7 separate regions of the Mus musculus genome follow, and all the other regions are linked to region 2. A link is a contact called in public ChIA-PET and promoter capture Hi-C data. All regions are on one chromosome and are shown on one strand. The core of a region is the stretch at or near the end of the contact, and the rest is flanking DNA. Distances in the headings are between cores, read along the strand shown.

The links. Promoter capture Hi-C pulls out the DNA fragments that hold promoters and counts their contacts. ChIA-PET counts read pairs in DNA pulled down with a chosen protein or histone mark.
Region 1: a contact with region 2 is called in an RNA polymerase II ChIA-PET map of memory CD8 T cells, with 7 read pairs. The contact joins the promoter of Psmb6 here to the promoter of Mpdu1 in region 2. A contact is called at or near these places in 1 of 115 datasets of contacts at active chromatin or transcription factors (memory CD8 T cells) and 2 of 9 other capture datasets (liver and pancreatic islet).
Region 3: an RNA polymerase II ChIA-PET map of memory CD8 T cells shows a contact between it and region 2, with 24 read pairs. The contact joins the promoter of Ndel1 here to the promoter of Mpdu1 in region 2. A contact is called at or near these places in 1 of 39 promoter capture datasets (pre-B cells) and 1 of 115 datasets of contacts at active chromatin or transcription factors (memory CD8 T cells).
Region 4: an RNA polymerase II ChIA-PET map of memory CD8 T cells shows a contact between it and region 2, with 186 read pairs. The contact joins the promoter of Per1 here to the promoter of Mpdu1 in region 2. A contact is called at or near these places in 19 of 39 promoter capture datasets (the 3T3-L1 cell line, 3T3-L1-derived adipocytes, the C10 cell line and 13 more), 7 of 484 Hi-C or Micro-C datasets (B cells, CD4 T cells, CD8 T cells and 4 more), 13 of 115 datasets of contacts at active chromatin or transcription factors (the NIH/3T3 cell line, Th17 cells, bone marrow-derived macrophages and 9 more) and 4 of 9 other capture datasets (adipose tissue, embryonic stem cells, liver and 1 more).
Region 5: an RNA polymerase II ChIA-PET map of memory CD8 T cells shows a contact between it and region 2, with 68 read pairs. The contact joins the promoter of Rnasek here to the promoter of Mpdu1 in region 2. A contact is called at or near these places in 6 of 39 promoter capture datasets (the C10 cell line, erythroid cells, fetal liver and 2 more), 2 of 484 Hi-C or Micro-C datasets (cerebral cortex and pre-B cells) and 1 of 115 datasets of contacts at active chromatin or transcription factors (memory CD8 T cells).
Region 6: an RNA polymerase II ChIA-PET map of memory CD8 T cells shows a contact between it and region 2, with 10 read pairs. The contact joins the promoter of Rpl26 here to the promoter of Mpdu1 in region 2. A contact is called at or near these places in 1 of 39 promoter capture datasets (cranial neural crest) and 1 of 115 datasets of contacts at active chromatin or transcription factors (memory CD8 T cells).
Region 7: a promoter capture Hi-C map of liver shows a contact between it and region 2, with 3 times the contacts expected there. The contact joins the promoter of Pfn1 here to the promoter of Mpdu1 in region 2. A contact is called at or near these places in 8 of 39 promoter capture datasets (the 3T3-L1 cell line, the C10 cell line, cranial neural crest and 4 more), 7 of 484 Hi-C or Micro-C datasets (CD4 T cells, CD8 T cells, Th1 cells and 3 more), 5 of 115 datasets of contacts at active chromatin or transcription factors (Th17 cells, large pre-B cells, memory CD8 T cells and 2 more) and 1 of 9 other capture datasets (liver).

What each region holds. Positions count from the first base shown.
Region 1 is chr11:70,524,055-70,526,754 of GRCm38.p6, forward strand. Psmb6 (proteasome (prosome, macropain) subunit, beta type 6) reads left to right here and starts at 1,303. Exons shown (of 6, transcript NM_008946.4): 1 at 1,303-1,441; 2 at 1,831-1,898; 3 at 2,240-2,371; 4 at 2,490-2,619. The coding sequence starts at 1,343.
Region 2 is chr11:69,661,253-69,664,012 of GRCm38.p6, forward strand. Mpdu1 (mannose-P-dolichol utilization defect 1) reads right to left here and starts at 1,397. Exons shown (of 7, transcript NM_011900.4): 1 at 1,217-1,397. The coding sequence starts at 1,319. It overlaps Mir1934 (microRNA 1934), which reads left to right and starts at 1,791; the gene lies at 1,791-1,873.
Region 3 is chr11:68,851,835-68,854,534 of GRCm38.p6, forward strand. Ndel1 (nudE neurodevelopment protein 1 like 1) reads right to left here and starts at 1,301. Exons shown (of 9, transcript NM_023668.3): 1 at 1,108-1,301.
Region 4 is chr11:69,097,429-69,100,206 of GRCm38.p6, forward strand. It overlaps Per1 (period circadian clock 1), which reads left to right and starts at 1,521. Exons shown (of 23, transcript NM_011065.5): 1 at 1,521-1,580.
Region 5 is chr11:70,238,509-70,241,208 of GRCm38.p6, forward strand. Rnasek (ribonuclease, RNase K) reads right to left here and starts at 1,344. Exons shown (of 3, transcript NM_173742.3): 1 at 1,148-1,344; 2 at 430-506. The coding sequence starts at 1,225. Gm40191 (a long non-coding RNA gene) reads left to right here and starts at 503. Exons shown (of 3, transcript XR_879979.3): 1 at 503-686.
Region 6 is chr11:68,900,304-68,903,003 of GRCm38.p6, forward strand. It overlaps Rpl26 (ribosomal protein L26), which reads left to right and starts at 1,263. Exons shown (of 4, transcript NM_009080.2): 1 at 1,263-1,321; 2 at 1,967-2,139. The coding sequence starts at 1,972.
Region 7 is chr11:70,653,259-70,655,958 of GRCm38.p6, forward strand. Pfn1 (profilin 1) reads right to left here and starts at 1,392. Exons shown (of 3, transcript NM_011072.4): 1 at 1,091-1,392. The coding sequence starts at 1,222. It also overlaps a transcript of Eno3 not described here.

The sequences.
Region 1 (2,700 bases), core at 53-2,552, 860 kb after region 2:
ATTATAAAATCAAGAATTTTAGTATACAAGAATTGAGTTGGCCCAAGTATTTATATAAAGAACCAACCTACATAATTCATTAGACAAGAAATGATTTCTTCATTGTAATGACTCTTTTTTTTTCCATATTTTTTTATTGGGTATTTATTTCAATTACATTTCCAGTGCTATCCCAAAAGTCCCACACACGCTCCCCCACCCACTCCCCTACCCACCCACTCCCACTTCTTGGCCCTGGCGTTCCCCTGTACTGAGGCATATAAAGTTTGCACGACCAATGGGCCTCTCTTTCCACTGATGGCCGACTAGGCTATCTTCTGATTCATATGCAGCTAGAGACACGAGCTCCAGGGGGGGTATTGGTTAGTTCATATTGTTGTTCTACCTATAGGATTGCAGATCCCTTCAGCTCCTTGAGTACCTTCCCTAGCTCCTCCATTGGGGGCCCTGTGATCCATCCAATAGCTGACTGTGAGCATCCACTTCTGTGTTTGCCAGGCCCCGGCATAGTTTCACAAGAGACAGCCATATCTGGGTCCTTTTAGCAAAATCTTGCTAGTGTATGCAATGGTGTCAGCGTTTGGAAGCGGATTATGGGATGGATCCCCGGATATGGCAGTTTCTAGATGGTCCATCTTTTCGTCTCAGCTCGAATGGCACGATTTAAAATGTATTAAAAATATAATACATAGGTGAGAATGTGTAACGGTGGAAACCCTCAGATATGGCAGGGGTGATTGTCAAGGGGTATAGATGCTCCCAAAAAACAATTGTAGCTTCTTCAAAAGTTCTTGTGGGACCCGGGAAGTAGGTACCCCGGACTATTGAAAACACGACCTGACCATTCCAGTTTGTACTCTTATCTTGTGGGTTCTTTGAACTAGGACACCAATCAGGTTATAGTGTATCCAACCTGTTAACATTGCGACACAACGTTGTTATTTACAAAACCCACATACTTCAGACTATACAATCAAGTTACCAAAACAAACAAACGACCCCCCCCACACACACACACACACACCTAAAACCTTATAATGTAAATTAGGCTTCATTTCCAAGTATCCTTTGCCTCCGGGAGCCACAAGCCTCTGGTGAGGCAAATCTTTGAGAAGAGGCTCCGCCCTTTTCCCCCCTTCCTAGACCCGCCTCTTTTTTTTTTTTTTTTTGGTAATTTGACACACTGCCGTAAAGTGCCCACTGACTCTAACGACGAGTTCCTACCTCTGTCTTTTCCCTTCTGCCGTCAAGCAGCTTCGCTCCCAGAAGGCCACAGAGGCGGACTAAAGAGAGTGACGGAGCGCTTTACGACGGTTGCTTTGTGGCAGAGTAGCAGAGGAAGATGGCGGCCGCCTTAGCTGTTCGTCGAGCGGGGTCTGCACCGGCCTTTGGGCCGGAGGCTCTCACCCCAGACTGGGAAAACCGGGAAGTCTCCACAGGGGTGAGGAAAGAGCCAGAGTTCGGAAGACATGTACTAGGCCTGACGGGAGGAAAAACATGAAGCCCGAGTGGGTTTGACTGAGTGGGTTGGGGGGGGGGGAGCGCTGTGTTCTGCGAGAGGGAGAGGGATTCCTTGAATGCTGGCGTGGGGTGATACCTTTCGTGATGAGAGGTGAACAGTAGGCTGAAGCATAAGAGTCTGAATCCTGGGGTTTGGAGATTGTAGTTTTTATATTCTCTGACGTGTTGAGCCCCCTTAAGATTTGATAATAGGTTCGCGGAGCACGAATTTTGCATTATAAAATCCGGGTGAAGAATTATTGAGGTCGGTATATACTCGAGAATGCGGTAAGGCTAAAAGAGTTACCTTTTTTACACTATTCTTCCCAGACCACGATCATGGCTGTGCAGTTTAATGGGGGCGTGGTTCTAGGAGCGGACTCCAGGACAACCACTGGGTGAGCTCAAAACAGAAAGTCTTCCCGTTTCCCCTACTCCAAACATATACCATTCCTGCCTGTCAGCCCATCCTTACCCTCCTCAGACCACTGTGGCAAGAGAAGTTTCTCCACTACCTGGAGATAATAAGGACTTGTTCCTAATTCTGTGGTTTCCAGGCCCCCTCACCCTTTGGTGAACTACCAGTAAAGGTCTGTTCTCCATTCATCCGGCTTCATTTTCCATGAGGACTAGTAGGTGGTAGCAGTATTTGTATCCCTGGAGCTGCAGGGAGTAGACGGTGATGTGGTGGAGGAGGGAGGCAAGTGGGCTCCTTCTCACTGTTTCCGCCATCCTGCAGGTCCTACATCGCCAATCGAGTGACTGACAAGCTGACCCCTATCCACGATCACATCTTCTGCTGCCGCTCAGGCTCAGCCGCTGATACCCAAGCAGTGGCAGACGCTGTCACTTACCAGCTTGGTTTCCACAGGTACTTGTGGGCAGGGGAGGAACAACGACCCTGAAGGCTCTGGAACATAAGGCACTAAAAGGCCTGACTCCAGATCCTGATATTGCTTTGTTTGTGATCTTCCAACCCCACCTTCTAGTATTGAACTGAACGAGCCTCCACTAGTCCACACAGCCGCCAGTCTCTTTAAGGAGATGTGTTACCGGTACAGAGAAGATCTGATGGCAGGAATCATCATTGCAGGCTGGGACCCTCAAGAAGGAGGGCAGGTCAGGCCCTCCTCACCAGAGTACTGGAGTCACACCTCTGATGCTCCACCCCTTCGGCCATTTTGTTTGTCTGTCTGTCTG
Region 2 (2,760 bases), core at 147-2,646:
CATTGGATCCCATTACAGATGGTTGTAGGCCACCATGTGGTTGCTGGGAATTAAACTCAGAACCTCTGGGAGAGCAGTCAGTGCTCTTAACCACTGAGCCATCTCTCCAGCCCCTATCATTTACTTCTTATCTTGGTTTTTCCAGACAAGGCTGCTCTGTGTAGCCAGCCCTGGTTGTATTGGAACTCATCCAGTTGCCTAGGCTGTCCTTGAACTCCCGCCTCTGGGTCCCTCCCAAGGGCTGGGATTAAAGGTGTGGGCCACAGTTCCTGGCAATTTCTCTAATTTTTTTTAAAAAACATTTTTCTTTCAAACCCTGTGTCCAGGGCTGATTTTCAATAGATTGCAGCGAGTGAGCTGAGCTGCTGCCTACAAAACCCTGATCCTGGCAATCTCTCTACCACTGAATCTTTGACCTGGTGGGCATTTGGCCCAGGAAGGCGTCTTGACTATTGTAAGCCAAAAGTCACTTAGAATAGAGAGATGGAGAAGGCTTATCAAAGGCCTTTGTAAAGAAAAAGGAAAGGAAAAGTGCTATACTCCCAACACTCTAGTGACTGAGGCAGGAGGACTGTTGCCAGTTCAAGGGCAGTCTGTGCCACATAGTAAATTCCAGAAGCTGGTGCTGGAGAGAGGGGATAAAAAAAAAAATTTGTGAGCCTCTGTCAGTTGAGTGCTTGGGGCGAAAGGAGGCCTACATGCCTGGCTGGGGTTTTAATTTTGTTTTATAAAATACGAGTTTTCCGCCGAGGATTGGTGGCACACACCTTTAATCCCAGCATTTGGGAGACAGAGTCAGGTGGATTTCTGAGTTCGAGGCCAGCCTGGTCTACAGAGCGAGTTCCAGGTCAGCCAGAGCTATACCCTGTCGGGGGGGGGGGGGGGGGTACGACAAAAAAGCTCCGAGTTTTCCAGCCTGGGGCTAGAGCCTGGTTAGCAGAGTAGCACATGCCGCCCTGAGTTCGACTCCCAGCCCAGAAAGGGATGAGGGTTGGGTACAGACTTCCGAGATTGTAAAACACAAATTTAACTTTTTTTCGGGAGACACCCCTTCATGCCCAAATATGGCACTTTTCCTATGCAGGGCCCCAAACACTTCCGCCCTCGTCAGAACCGCCTTCTGCCCAGCTTCGCGGTGACATTAATCGCCACTGTCACGCCAACTTACGGTTCAAGGCTGCTCCAGCTAGACCTTGAAGGCTGAAATAAAACTCACCATGAAGCAAGTCCCATTGCACGAAGAGCTGGTCGTAACATTTCTCAGGTAAAAGAATTGGCACCAGCAGCCCTTTGAACGGCCCGTCGGCCTCCCCCGCCATGTTGGAAAGCTAAGCTTCCGCCAGGCGGGACAACCCCCGCCATTTATCCGCGCCGCGCATGCGCGCCGCGCACACCCCGCCCTGCTGTCCCCGAGGCCAGGGCTGCTCTTCCCTCTCCGTGATGCTCGCCCGCCTCCTCTAGGGGACACAGGTCTCCTTCCCAGGCAGGCTTTTGTGCGCGCCTTGACGTTCGAATTTTAAAGCGTGTCCGCGTTTGGCGCCTGCGCTGTTAGGACTTCCTCACTTTTGTTTACGCTCTTGTTCTGAAAGCAAGGTCCATGCTGCCCCCTCGCCCTGTCCCCCCTGCATGTACGCCATCTTGTCTAATCTCGGCCAACTTGATAGTGTTTGAAGTTGAAAGGGAAAAGAGTTCGAGTCTTCAAAATGGCGCTAGCAGAAGCACTGCAGCTCTCTTTATCTTTCCTCTTGGTTTCTCCAGAGGGAATAGAGCCGCAAAAGAGCCATTCCGAGCTGGGCCTTCTTTCTGGTCCCCTGCTTCGTCCTCTGTCCAGATGTTAAGAGGATGACGGTGGGGCTGGTGAGATGGCTCAGCGGTTAAGAGCGCCGATTGCTCTTCCAAAGGTACTGAGTTCAAATCCCAGCAACCACATGGTGGCTCACAGCCATCCGTAAGGGGCGAGCTCCGCTGCAGGAGAGCAACCCCTGACACAACAGGGGACCTCAGTCTGCTGTGTCTAGGTGGGAACCCAGAGGGTGCGAGCAAAATTCCAGTATTTGTCTGGGAAAGGGCCCCTAGGGTTAGGCGAAGAGAGCCATCTACATTCCACCACACTGCCAGGACACCTACTCTTGGTTCAGGCTGTAGGGCATTCCTAAACTGTTTCTCAGTTCCTTGTTTTTGGGGGTGAGGGGAATGTAGTTGCTGGTCAGGGCATAATGTCACATGTACCTCTGCTGTGTGGGGGCTCTGGTCCAAGAATTTCTGTAACCTCATGGGACTGTTAAATTGGAAAGGCACCCATCCTTGGCTCCCATCCGTTGAACCATGTCCTACTATAAACAGTAGAATTTATACTTTGGTACAGTGGGTGGCTGTCTGAAAAATCCCTTTTTATATCTGGACAAGGGCAGATTGCAATTGCCACCGCTCCCTCTCCTTCTGGTACTCGGGGATGTGTTTGCGAGGCCTGAAGTTGTTCCTCGTAGCACAGCCTCATAGAAGTCGGCTGCACCAGTGGGCTCCTCAGTGAACTAGCCCCGGCCACAGTGCACATGGAATCTCATTGTTCAGTCACCACTTTTGAAATAAATTAATACAGCCACCTACTCATATTTTAGTTGTGTTGTACCTAGCTGCGCCCCGAGGGTCAGCAACAGGGTGTCAGGTCGGAATGATTCATTCTGTAAGGGACTAGGCAGCCATTGGCCCCAGAGGGAGGAGGGAATTTTGGCAGCTTCACCAGCAGTCACAGGACATTGA
Region 3 (2,700 bases), core at 51-2,550, 810 kb before region 2:
GTGCAGTGAAAGCAACATAATTTTCAGACTAACAACCAGCCACTCATGAGCAAGCTTCAGGATAAGATTTTTCTAGTAACTGAGCTTTTGGGGGTTTTTTGTTTGTTGTTGTTGTTTGGTTTGGGGTTTTTTTGGTTTTTTTGGTCAATTTACTCGAAAATAAATAAGTCATCTAGTAACTTCTGGTATTATCTTTAACAAGTCCAATGTTCAGTCCTCTTTCCGGCTGAAGAAGTTAAAAAAAAAAAATCTCATGAAAACAGAAACCAGAACCCTGAGCTTAGAAAGGTAAATTGTAACCCAAGCTAAACTTCTCACCAGTTAGTGGAACCCAAATAAAAATCACTCAGTTGCCCCAACCTCCTGTACCTAGGTTCAATTTCCCCATCCAGCAAAAAGTGACTTACAGTATCCGTCGCAAGTACAAACAGCAAATGTTCTAAAATGTTTACAAACGCTACAGGAATGGGCCCGGGTAATGAAAAGGACCCTCACTCGCCTTAAACTTAAAAGTGTTAGTCACCTCATCGTTTCTCAGAGAAAAATAAGAAGCGAATCCAAGCAACCGGGGTCGGTTGGTTAGTGAGACTTTCCCCAACTCCAAAGAGGATGATTAGCAGTTCGGGGCAGGCAGTCACGAGACTGCCAGTCTCTGCCAACGCGGGCTGCTCCTGCTCTCGCCTCCCGCATCTGGGGCGCTGGGAAATCAAGATCCTGCCCGGCTCCTAACCACCCCGGCAGCTCCAGGGAATCAAGGATGGGTGGAGCGAGAAGCTGGGCGCGCCTCCGCCACCCCAACTGGGCCACTCCTCGAGCCGTCAGCGCCTCAGCCCCCGGTGCCACGTCCCGGCCTCCGTCCCTCCTCTGGAAGCCCGGGACTCGCTCTCCCGCAGGTGCCCCCGGTGGGCCACACCTCCGCCAGTAAGGAGGGGACAGTTAAAGCGGTTGGAACAGTTGTCTCGGTACGGGCCGCCCCAGAACCCAAGCCCGGCCTGGCCCAGCGGGCTGAGCCCCAGCCCGGCGGCGGTCAGGCAGGCTCCCCCGGGGCAGGCCTCGGCGCTGCCCGCCTGGCTCGAACCCCAGAGGCTGCGTCGCACGGGAGCTCACCGCCAATGTGTCAAAAGCGCATGTTCGCCGCCGCTCGGCCGACGTCTCTGCTCCGCTGGCCTGGCCAGGCCCGCCCAGCCGCTCAGCTCTGCTCCCTTCCGCAGCCCTGAGCTCCACTCCGCGTATCCCCGCACCGGGCTCCTCCCCGACACGTCAGGGGCTCCCTGGGTGTCGGAGGCCATTCTGTGACGCACGGGGGCGGAGTCAAGAGCATGCGCAGAAGCAGGCTGGCGTGCGGGGCGGAGCGGTGGGAGGCCAGAGTCACGTGGAGCCGACCTAGGCTTTGCGCGCTGACGTGAGATCTGCGACAGCGTCCTGCGCAGGCGCCGCCCCGGACCCCCGAAGGAGGTGGGTTTTTTAGCCCTGTGCTGTCTCCGGAAGCTGTGCTGCGCAGGAGAGTAGTTCCCTAGGCTAAAATGGGAAGCCAGTATAAAGCCAGTATAGAGTACTAGCTCACGAAGGAGACAGGAGAAATACACAACTGTCCTGGAACTAGAAACTTAAATTTAAAAAAGGCATTTGGGGAACAACTATAGGAACTTTAGCTGTCTCATGCTCAATGTAATTGTTATTTCAGTGCTGTTGGGATTGGTTTTGAAGTTTGAAGACAAAACAACATAGCATAAGACATATGCTGAGCCTAAGAAAGACAAGGTGAGCCCACGTATACGGTTGGGAAAGGTCAATATAAACAAAAAACGGTGCGAGATGGATTTTTAAGGAGAACCCAAACTGATGAGCAGAGGAAGATTACTGGGGTCTAGAGCGTCTTGAACTACACTATGAAGGATATAGGGTTTTTAAAAAGAGATTATGAGTTCACTGTGCGGTTTGTCGCGCCCGTAGTTGTACCAGTCACTGGGGTGCATTGCTTTGTCACAGTAACCCCACGTCACTCTCATTTACAAGTAAGAAATAGCAAGATGAAGTTCCCCAAGGTCACTCACCTACAGCGCAAATTCAAACTCAGAAGCTACACTGTTATCCACTACTACGCTGACAAGAAGGGAAACATAGGCTAGACCGTGGGGCTAAAGTGCCTTCCATACACTACTGTTAACCATCAACAACATTTGAAGCTGGAATCATTAGATCTATATTGTAACATAAGACTCAAAAAAAAAAAAAAAAAAGGTCTGCTTTACAGGCCAGTGGCCTGGAACAGCTTTGAAACTCAGTCTGGCTTCCCTACCTGAAACTCTGCTCAATCTAATCAGACTTAAGGCAGAGAAGTGATTAATGAAGGCTTTCCTATAGACCCGGTGCCAAGACAGGAACCGTCCCACCCAAACAGGAAAAGATAAAAAGGCCACAGCTTCTGTCCTGCCTCCTGGCTGAGGTGCTAAGAAACACACTGAGTCACCTAATGGCTGGCCAGGCCCTTCAGAAAACAGTGACATCATCTCCCAGGCTGCTGCCCCTCCCATTTGCTCTGCCCCTAGGACTGGCATCATCCCCTTCTTAATGAATGGGCTTAGCTTGGCAGAGCCCTCAGAAGCCAAAGGCCCTGCTCTGATCTTCGTTGGCCCAGAGGCTGGAATAGTACCCTAGAGTCAGCAAACTGCCCGACCTCCTTCCATTACACCAAATCCA
Region 4 (2,778 bases), core at 271-2,770, 560 kb before region 2:
AGGGGTCTGGAAAAAAAAAAAAGGACAGCACACGGTCACAACGCAGTACGAGGGGGCAGGAGAGCAGCATCATTTTCAGGAGGAGGAAGCTGAGCACTCAGCCTCCCGTGTCTTTTGTTTTCTGTGTTTCCCTGCTTCTGTTTTTCTGGGTTATTTTATAACAGGTCTGTGTCCCAGCATTTCTATAGAACCTTGTCTCGCCCGCCTCCTCTAAGGGAAACACCATTGTTAAGGAAAGCTTTAGCCACGTGACAGTGAGGGGCGTGCACTTAACAGCTGATTATGTCAGCCGCTGCGTGTTGGCCTCTTCACTTGCCACCTACGTTTGCAGGGAAGCCTGAGAACTACTCAGCCCAGGCCTAGGGAAGGGGACTCTGTCACTGTAGCTCTCCTGGACCCAGACTGGCATGTTGTCCCCCCCTCCCCAAAATCGAGTCTCTATTCTCTTTTTATGAATCAATGCTCTACTTTTCTTTTGAAAACATAATTTGTTGCCTCCTCTCCTGAGGCTCTCTCTCCCCTACCTATCCTTAATAGAAACAGAGCCATCCTGTTTACCGAGCATCTACTGTCAGTCCTGACGCTGAGACGTACTTACCTTACTGCTGAGAATACAGTAAATGAGACAGATGGGCTTGCTGCTGGGTTCATGAACCTTGGCTTTTGTATTCTAAGCAGCAGGAATAAAAAGCCCAATAAAAAGCCCTTGCCACCCAGCCACCCATCCTTTTTCTGCCTACTGCTGCAACTGCCCTCTCTGCTGCCCCTTTTGTAGTACTGGCTTCCTGGTCCCCACTTTTGGGGCAGCCCTAAATGTGGGTGGCTGCATCCTCTGCAGAGGCAGCACTAGTCACCAAGTAGGCTTCCTGGAGACCTTTTCTCTGATTGGCTAGTGAAGCACCTGCTTTTGTTTCCTTTCACAGTAGCCATTGGCTTTCCCTGTCCTTTCCGTTTGTCCGTATCCTTCCATCACCCACTCACCCCTTAACGACACGTGGGCCCTCAATTGCCCTTCTCTCAGGATCTGAAGGGTCAGAGGAAAGGGTTGGATTCTTTATAACAAGGCTGGGGAGAGGCCAGGGAATGTCAGTCTAGGTTTTTCTCTCTCCCACTTCCCTTGGGTAGCAGACATTTCATTCACCCGGCACCAGGACAGGTGTCTTGTTCTGCCAAGCTGGTCAGTTTAGGAAGTAGGTTTCTCTTGAGCACTTCCTGTGGCCCAGGTATCCTCCCTGAAAAGGGGTAGTTTCCCTCCCTCACTTCCCTTTCATTATTGACGGTGTGAGACATCCTGATCGCATTGGCTGACTGAGCGGTGTCTGAGGCCCTTCAGCCCAGCACCAGCACCCAAGTCCACGTGCAGGGATGTGTGTGACACAGCCCTGACCTCAGTGGGGGCCAGTAGCCAATCAGATGCCAGGAAGAGATCCTTAGCCAACCGGGGGCGGGGCCTGCGGCTCTTCGGGCAGAAGGCCAATGAGGGGCAGGGCCTGGCATTATGCAACCCGCCTCCCAGCCTCGCGGAGCTTCTGGGTTGCGGGCCGAAACGGCAAGCGGATGGAGGGCGCTCGAACGGCCAGGTAGGGATCCCTGCTGCAATCCTAGGGTTAGTCTTTGTCCCGGAGCTTGGCCGCCACTACTTCCAACGTGATGGGTCGCTTTCAGCTCTCAGAGAGCAAAACAATAATCTGCCTTTCCTGTCACTATCCACCCTTCCCCGCCCCTGGGCCCTAGGTGTTCAACTCAACCCGTCACGGGTTGTCTGCGTTTGTTATTCGTTCACCTAATCTCCTCCTCTGCTCCTCCAGAGCAGCCATCCTGAACCTAAGAGACCTTTAGCGAACACGACCCCTTTACACATTGCTCGACACTCGGGAGTCCATGGGTTTGCCCTAGCCCAAAGACCCCCTTCAGGCTTCTGCGCTCCCTGTCTTCCTCCCTCCAATTCCTGGCCTCGTGCCGGTCGTGATGTCAACCGCTTCAGGCTGGAACATCCTGTTCTCAGCGCTAGTTCTTGCTGTTGGCCACAGCCTTCCTTCCCTTTTCTCCTGGCGCTCAGAAAATACTTGGGATGGGGGTGTGGTTAGACAGGGAGTAGAGGAAAAACTATATATGCTGGTTGTTGTGTGTCCCCTATCTATGTGGTAGTAGGGTTAACTAGAAAAGTAAGGGACGAAGGAAGATGCCTGAGTCGTTGCCTATGGCAAGTGGTAACTCCAGTCCTGGTGTTTGGGAGTGGGCAGGGGCTTGAGAAAGAAAAGCAGTGTCTTGATCAGAATAATGTTCGAGGCAAGAGCGAGGATGGGGGCGTTTCCACAAAGAGCAGAGGCCGAGTGGGGAAGCTAGGACTTGCTCCTGGAGTTCCTCTAGTTTGTTACTCTTCACATGGCTCCTAGGCTCTTTGGGCCCTGGGAATTTGTTATGGTGGGTGTTCTTCTCCTCCCCGCTGCCCTGAACCTTGTTAGCCAGTATGAGGGTGTGTTGGCCAGTATAGGACTGGGTCTGTTTCCCACTTCCACGAAGATGGGGATTGGGGGAGGAGTCGTTCCTGCCCTCCTGTGGTCCCTCCAGCAACCGCTGAGCTCAGCGGCTGACGTCGGTTTCCCTGGCGACCGCGGCTGTGGCGGAAGCGCGTGGTGGGGCCAGGCACATCGGCGCGCATGTGCAGCGGGGGTGGCACCGCCCCCGGATAAAATTAGCCCGGAAGCCTAAATATAGGAGGCGATCAGCTCACCCCCTGCTCCGAGGCCTCAGAGTCCCAGACCAGGTGGGGACCTG
Region 5 (2,700 bases), core at 94-2,593, 580 kb after region 2:
AGAGCATCCAATATGCAAGTTCTATGCATCAGACACCATGCTAAAGCACTTTAACTCCTATTAGTCTTCCCAAGAAGCATACCAAATGAATTCTATCATGGTAACCATTTTACAGAGGTAGACCAAGGAGCAGGAAGGCAAAATATTGGAAGAGGCCACATCTAAGCTGGTGGGCTTGGGTAGCCATGGAAACGTGGCTTGCAAGACTGCTCCTAAGTACATGCCTTTCTGTGTCTCTGTCTCTCGCGCTGGGGATTGAAACTAGGACCCTGCGTGCTGCCACCCAACTACTTTGTAGAGAGCAGCCCTCTTCTTGAAGTCCCCAACCTAGGGCCACAAATGTCCAGTCTTCAGAAGTGTCCTCCCCATAAACCCAAACCATGCTACTCCTCATCCACGCCCAACTCGCCCAAGTACCCGACCACTTACTCAAAATCTTTCTCTGTGAAGGGAACGTCCTCAATTAACACAGCAGAATGGACATTGAAAAATATCCCGAGCATTATCTGGAAGAGTAAGGAATAGATAGGTTGTCAAATTCTTACCTTACTTCTTTGGTCGCTCCCTAGGCTCCTCCCCTGTCTAATGTTGGCCCAACACTTGCGCCAGAGATGAACTAGAAAGGGCTAGTTGTATCTGGTGGTTGTATCTGGATTCGGACTCAGCCATGTGGAACAGGGCGTGAGGTAGGACCTTGGGAAGAGTGACTGGGTATAGGGAGGTATATGGCAAACAGCTCTCCGAGGCGCGTCATTATCATGGGAGCAGATGGAGATGAAACACTTCATATTTCTGGAAGTGGCGGCCTTGAGGGCCCTGGGGAAGCAAGGCCTCAGCTACCGTTTTCGGGGGCAAGCACACTTCACCCTCGCCTCCATTCAACTCACGCAAGTCTCAGGGACCTCGCTCTTGTTTACCTTGGGGAGTCCGCAAATTTGCCCGAGCTGGCTCCCATTCCCAGGGTCCTGCCCCAGCACCCTTTCGCTCCAGTTCCCCAGTTGTCTGGATCTGAGTTCCGTCTCGTTTTCCAGCGGCTATTTAGTCAGCCCCTTAATCAGTCTGCTGCTTCCTAAGGCTTGCGGTTCCTCGTGTCCCAGCCCTTCAACCCCAGAACCCCTCAGACCCGTTCGCGGGTTAGTCCCCTCACCAACATGATCACTCCCCAGGCGCTGAGGACGATGCCACAGGCGGCCAGCTTAGGCCCACAGCACAGGAGCGACGCCATGGAGGGCGGAGGTAGGGAGGGATCGCTGGAGACTGAGCGGAGCACAGAAGCCGGGAGAGGGAACCCTGGAAATGCTAGGACAGGAGCTGGATTTGGGGACTTGCGCGGCGCAGAGCGACGGGGGGGGGGGGGGGGGGGCGTGGCCTCGGGCGCCGACCACTCTGAGGGGTGACTTTCAGAAGATAACGCTGTGACGCGTGGTGGGCCAAGCTTGGGGAGAGGAGACACGGTGTCGGAAACAGAAGCAGAAACTCTACAAGTCTTGCTTGAACCGAGTGGCAGAAGTGTTGAGTGGTGCAGACGCTAGGGCCTGAGTGTTATCACTTGTCGCCTACCCCGGCTTGGAATGGAAGGAGCAGGCTTCTCACGTGACCTACTTTGTTGGATCACATGACCAGGAACCAGCTGTAACCTGGTGTCAGGAAGGAGTCCACAATTGAGTTGAATTGTGTTAGGATTGTTATGTCAGGACAAGAAGCTTGGGGCCGTCTGGATCCTTACATACCTTCTTAGTCTTGGGTGGTCTTCTGTGATGGGAAAACCGGTAAGCGAGTCCTGGAGATTCGATGTGCCGGCCTATCGCTTCTATCCAGGTCTCCCTTTTGAAAGATGCTTTGACACTTTGAAAAGAAAATAGAAGAGTCCCCTCCTGAGGCTAAGCATCCTGCTTTGAGGGACGCTTTTAAATAGTTGACTTCTTGATCCTGCAAATGCTTCACTTGAAATGCAGTATCGTTGTAAATGCTACATTCAGGAAAAATAAGGGACTAGGAAAGGCAGACTCATTGGACGCACGAAGGAAAGCGGCCTTGCTAAGTGTACTGGAGAAAGGAGAAAATAAACAGAAATATTCCTGCTGCTTCTTTGAGTAAGACAAGACACAAGCTGTGACTTGGCCACTGTTCCAGTGTTGTCAGGAAACGCCATGATCACGGCAACTCTTAACAAAACAAAGGATTTAGCTGGGGGCGTGCTTAAAGTTTCAGAAATTTACTCCATTATTCATGGTGGGGGGAGCGTGGCAGCATACACAGTATGGTCTGGGGCAGTAGCTGAGAACTAGATCCTGATTTGGGGGTGGGGGGTGGGAGCAGGACTGACTGTCATAGGTGTTTGAAACCTCAAAAAAGTGACACACTTCCTCCAACAAGGCCACACTTCCTAGCCCTTGCAATCCTTTCAAAGGGTTCCACTGCTGTTGAGCAAGCATTCACCTACATGATCCTATGGGACCATTCTCATTCAAAGCCCCATAAATGTAAAAATAAGACTAGGCCTTCCTCTCCACCGGAGAAATTTGGTAACTCCACTAGTAAGAAACATTTGTAGTAAGTATTGGCGGTAATTGGAGATGTTTAGAGAGCTCTCCCTCCCCTCCAGGGCTGGGGTTCCAGCTTAGGGCCAGTGATGAAAAAGAATTTTGCACTGAGATTGGTGTGCCCATCCTAATGACGGCAGCCACAGAACAATTGAGA
Region 6 (2,700 bases), core at 13-2,512, 760 kb before region 2:
TCCCCTTGACCTACCTCCATCAGATCTGGAACCGAGAACTCTCAGGAGGGGGTTGAGGTCATAGTTTTAAAGGGTACACCTGTCTGCGATGAGAGTGTCCCCCCACCCCGTGTCTCTTTCTTTTCTTTCTTCCTTTCTTTCTTTCTTTCTTTCTTTCTCTCTCTCTCTCTTTCTCTCTTTCTCTCTTTCTTTCTCTCTCTCTCTCTCTTTCTCTCTTTCTCTCTTTCTCTCTTTCTTTCTTTCTTTCTTTCTTTCTTCCGTTCTTTCTTTCTTCCGTTCTTTTTCTCTTTTCATGTTTTCAGTTTTTCGAGACAGGGTTTCTCTGTGTAGCCTTGGCTGTCCTGGAACTCACTCTGTAGACCAGGCTGGCCTCGAACTCAGATATCCGCCTGCCTCGCCTCCCAAGTACTGAGATTAAAGGCAGGCGCCACCAATGCCGGCTTTTCCTTTTTTTTTTTTTTAAATTGGATATTTTCTTTATTTACATTTCAAATGTTTTCCCCTTTCCAGGTCTCCCCTTCGGAACTCCCCTATCCCATCCCCTCTGTCCTTACCTCCCCCACCCATCCACCCACTCCCGTCTTCCCGCCCTGGCATTCCCCTACACTGGGGCATGGAACACCCTCAGGCCCAAGGGCCGCCCCTCTCACTAATGTCCAACAAGGTCATCCTCTGCCCCGTTTGTGACCGGAGCCTGTAATCTTTTGTTGGTGGTCCAGTCCCCGGGAGCTCCGGGGGATCTGGCCTCGGGTCTGTTTGTTTAAGTGTGATTTGAACCGGCAACTTGGCATCATCAGGGGGCCAAGACCTATTTCCGTCCAGGTGAGGGATGGTCTCAATTTCGCAGAAGGACCCAGAGTAGTCTACCCAGATGTGGGGGCGGCCGGCTGGGGCTAATTATAAGAACTAACTCCTATGGGTCAAGTCACCGAGGTAACCGTCTGGCCAAGGTCCCAGAGCCACTCGGCGCCTAAAAGTAGGTCTTGCGCTTCGCCCGGAGCCCAGGAATGAAAGGGTGAGGTCCCCCAGGTCCTCTCACGCCGGCCTACCGTCCCTAAGCAACCCTCTTCATCCCAGGAGCACTGCCTTCCCCAGAGGACTAAGCCTACCACGCACACCTCCGAGGGATGACGTCAGGACCCCTCGCAGTCCCCCTCCGAGCCGCTAGATGTCGCTAAACTCCCATTCCTAGTTTCTTCTTTTCTCCCAACCTCCTCTCCCCTTTCGCTCCGAGACTCTCGCGAGATCTCGCGGCAACTTACAGAACCGGAAGTCGCGTGTAGTTCTCTTTCCTTTTGCGGCCATCGGTGGATCGCAGCCGGTGAGTTCTCGGCGGGTTGTCGCTGGTAATCCGCAGCCATCCGCGGCGAGGCGAGGAGGCTTTTCTGTCCCGAGGCCCCGAGACGGCCTTGCTGGCCCGGCATCAGCCAGGGAGCCGAACTGGGGCGGGCTCGGTCCGTGTCTTTCCTAGCCAGGGCCCGCGGGGCTGGAGAGGGTTAAGGGGACCAGGTTCGTGGACTCGAAGGCCGGCGGGGCCCATGGAGATGGAGTTAAATAATCATAAGCCCCGGGTCAGCCGTGCGGTTGCCCTCTCGCCAGTTGGGAGGGCTTGGAGATCCGCCCTTGCTTCCATGCTCAAGTGGGGGGCAAAATGCAGAGCACCAGAAGCGGTAAATGAGAAGGTAAAGACCGACGCTGTGTAGGACCCTCCCGGGATGCTGAAGTTGGAAAGTCAAGTTTAAAAGTAGGATAGGTGTTACTAATGGCAGAGTCTTCATCTTGTTTTCAGTCTTTAAAGACGAAAAAACCCTCAGATGGGAAGGTCTGGAGTAACCGAGCATGATACCTTCCAGTGAACGTTGTGTGCTTTCAGAGTGGAGTTGATGCTGTTTAGGGAACTGGTTGAGACTTGAAACGTTAAAGGGTCTTCTGGTTTTTGTTTTTGTTTTTTTTGTTTGTTTTTAAGCCAAAATGAAGTTCAATCCCTTCGTGACTTCTGACCGAAGCAAGAACCGCAAACGGCATTTCAATGCGCCCTCTCACATTCGGAGGAAGATCATGTCTTCCCCTCTTTCCAAAGAGCTGAGACAGAAGTATAACGTTCGGTCTATGCCCATTCGGAAGGATGACGAAGTTCAGGTATGTGTCCTTGCTTGGCGAGGCGAAGCTGAATGGAATTTTACGATTATTTGGGGGGCGCGGGGGGGGGTGAGAAAACCTGCATTTGATGTATGAAAGGGTTGCTTTGCATCAAAAGAACTGGAAAGCAGTGTGCTTTTTGGTCCTGCCTCAGCGGTTTGCTAATGTCTTTGTGTGGGGTTCTATTAGCTCTATTGGGGAGAGATTATCTGTAGCTGTAATTTATAGCTAGTGATTGGTAAGTTCTGGAAGTCTTTAAAAGAACGCAGGGTGGGTTTCTTTGTGTAGGTAGCCCTTGGCTGACCTGGAAAAGAGATAAGATAGAGCCCTAGGATAAAGGGTGTGCACTTCGAGACTGGCACATCTTAACACTTTTTAAGAATACTTAATAAAATGAAACACTTCTTTGGGAGGATCGACATGGGTTGAAAACAGCTATAGGATGGCAACAGTCTTGATTTGTCTGTTATTTAGAAAGCCTTTCTTTGCTATAGGTGATTGGCCTGGTTTGTTTCCAGTCTGTGAAGATGAAAAGGTTGGGGATTTAGCTCACTGTTCACA
Region 7 (2,700 bases), core at 142-2,641, 990 kb after region 2:
GCTCAGAACAGCCCTTCAGGAAAAGCAGAAGCAAAGAGGGGAAGGGAGGGGGTAGGAAGGGAGGAGAAGTAACTTTGTCCTTATTTGGTCAAAGGTTCTGCAGGCGTTGTTAGGAGCCCGGACGCCTGGGTCTCCGGGTAACCTGGAGTTTGGGTCCAGGTAGCTATGCCCCAAGATAAGGAAGCTGACCCCGGGGGCTCTCTAATTAAGTTCAAAAAGTTTATTAGGGCAGGAGACTAGTCTGTGTGTGAGTCTAGACATCCCAGAGAACCTTTCTCCTTCTCCCCCTTAAACCCCCAAACCCCTATATCCGGTACCCTCCCGCCCGGAAATCCCCTCCCCCCATTCGAACTTCCGCTCCCCCTCCCCACTTCCGGGCAGTGTGGTCAGGGAAGGTGGTGGTAGGGACAGCAGCAACCTTATTCCTTCACTTTTACCGTCTCAGAACTTCTCACAAAGTTCCCCTACGCCGGGCCCGGGCGGATGGCGGGAAGGGAGGGCGAGGGGACTTCCGGAATCGGCCTCCCAGGAATGTTGAGGCTAACGTGCCGACTTGGGGGGTGTGTGTGTGTGTGGCGGCCTCGCCCTCTCTAACGGAGCTGGGAGGGGCAGGGTGGCTACCGAGGTCCGGCCCGGGCCCAAGGCCACGCGCCTGGCGCTCCCATCAGCGTCAGGGGGAACAATGGTGGAGGGAGAGCGAGCATTCGGCCCGAAGGGGAGTCCAGGCTCCGGAGCCCCTTATCAATCATAATCCCGGGCTAAAACTGCAGCGCGTGCCCGCCCCGCCCTGGAGGAGGCGGAAGTGGGCCGCCGCACCGGCCGCCGCGCCCCTCCCCGCCCTGGGCCCCGGATGTAACGCCCGGTCGCAGAAAGCGGGGCGGCGGGCGAGATGGGCGCCGCCGCCGAGGGGCGTAGAGCCCGGGGAACCACAGAGGGAGCCAGTCTCACGCAGCCGCCATTCGCCCCGCCGATGGGAGAGGACCGGATCACGGCCTCCCGCTGCCCTCGCTCGCCTGCGCCCGCCCCCACCCCAGTCCCCCAGAGGGTCTAAGGCCGGTCACTGCTCGGGACCGCACGAGCCTCGCAGTACCGTAATGCTAACGAAGGTCTTCCCGGGGACGGCGGCCCAGACGGAGGGCGAGTCCTTGTAGCCTACGATGGCCGCGTCCTGACAGGTCCCGTCCGCCATAAGGCTGTCGATGTAGGCGTTCCACCCGGCCATGGCGCTGCTGCTGGGGCTGCTCTGCGGGCTGTTGCTGGGATCGCGGGCTCGGGCTCGGGCTGGCGGGCGGGGGAAGGCAGAGAGCTCGGGGCACGCGCTGCCGTCCGGAACGCGGCTCTGTTAGCTGTGCAGCAGCCCTCGCACCGCCACTTCCTGCTCCTCCCCCCCCCCTCTAGATTTTTATTTGCAAAGGGCGGCGGGGCGGGGCCTGCGCCCCATTCCCTCCCTCCATCCTCCCCCCCCCCCCGCCGGGCCAGATAGCGAACTTTTGCAAATGCAATTTTTAAAAAACCCTCCCCCCACTTTGCAAAATTTGCCGAGTTCGATGGAAAGCCACGCCAAAGGCTATATAGAGTGGTGGTGGCAGGAGAGGTTAAGGTTAGGGCTCGCTCCGATTCATCCTGAATACCACTTGGCTATAGAAGGAGGAAGCCAGAGGAAGCAGGGAAAGAAAAAGAAAAAAAAAAAAAAAAGAAAATTAGTAAGGTTGAGCAAGTTGAAGTGGGTTCGGGGAACCCAGGGTTAAACCGAATCATTCCTCCACCCCCCAACCCCCACCTCCGCGGGAGGGAAGGAACGGCGGGCGGCGGCGCGTGCGCCCGCGCCTGCGCCGGGGCAGTGAGAAGCCAGCGCGTGGGGCGGTTGGGGCTAGCGGCTTGGCTGCGTGAGCGCGCGCCTGGCGGGACACATTTGGACCATCCGAGGAGGGAAGACGCGTCCCCAGCAGTCGGGACGGGCAGACGCCCCGGGTTGGGCCCTGCTGCCTTCTCCACATTTATCTAAACGATAAGGGAGCAAAAGTGAAATCGATATAATACTCTAGTCATTTTCAGTACTAAAGGTCTCTCCAACCAGGGCACCTGTCCCAACCGTCTGCCATGTACAGCGCACACGTTGGGTTCATTCGAGCGCGTCCCTAGATTCCCGAGGAATCATTCCCTTCGCTGGATCCGCTCCAGCTCAGCCTCGCCCCATGCCTGAACCCTGTCTACAGAGGTCACTGAATAGGGGCGCCACCCGGGTGACACGACGGGACTCATTTTTCAAGGCGGAAGAATACTAAAGTACCAAGGATGACAACTTTTATAAGAAGAGGAAAGTCCCCTCTACTTTGGACGCACTGGGGCTTTCTTCTTTTCCAGAAAAACTTTTGCTAAGTATTTATGTGCGGTCAGCTCACTCGCCGCCGAGCAGGTCTAGGGGCGAATGGCAGGCCACTGAGGCTGGAGGGAGTAAAGGAGTCACCCGGGACCCTGGCCTCCGAGGGGCTCGGCCGCTTCCGGTCCCTCGGAGGAGGGGCGCCAGGGTGTGCAGCCTCTCCCAGTGGAAGTACTTGGTTCGCTGCCTTTTGGAGCCGGGTTGGGTTCCCTGACGTTCATCCCCAAATTCTGGCTCCCCACGCCCCCCAGCCGAGGTTCTTCGACAGCCGCGTGGCTGAGTCACGGGCGGGGCCGCGCTGGGGCACGTGGCGGCCTGCG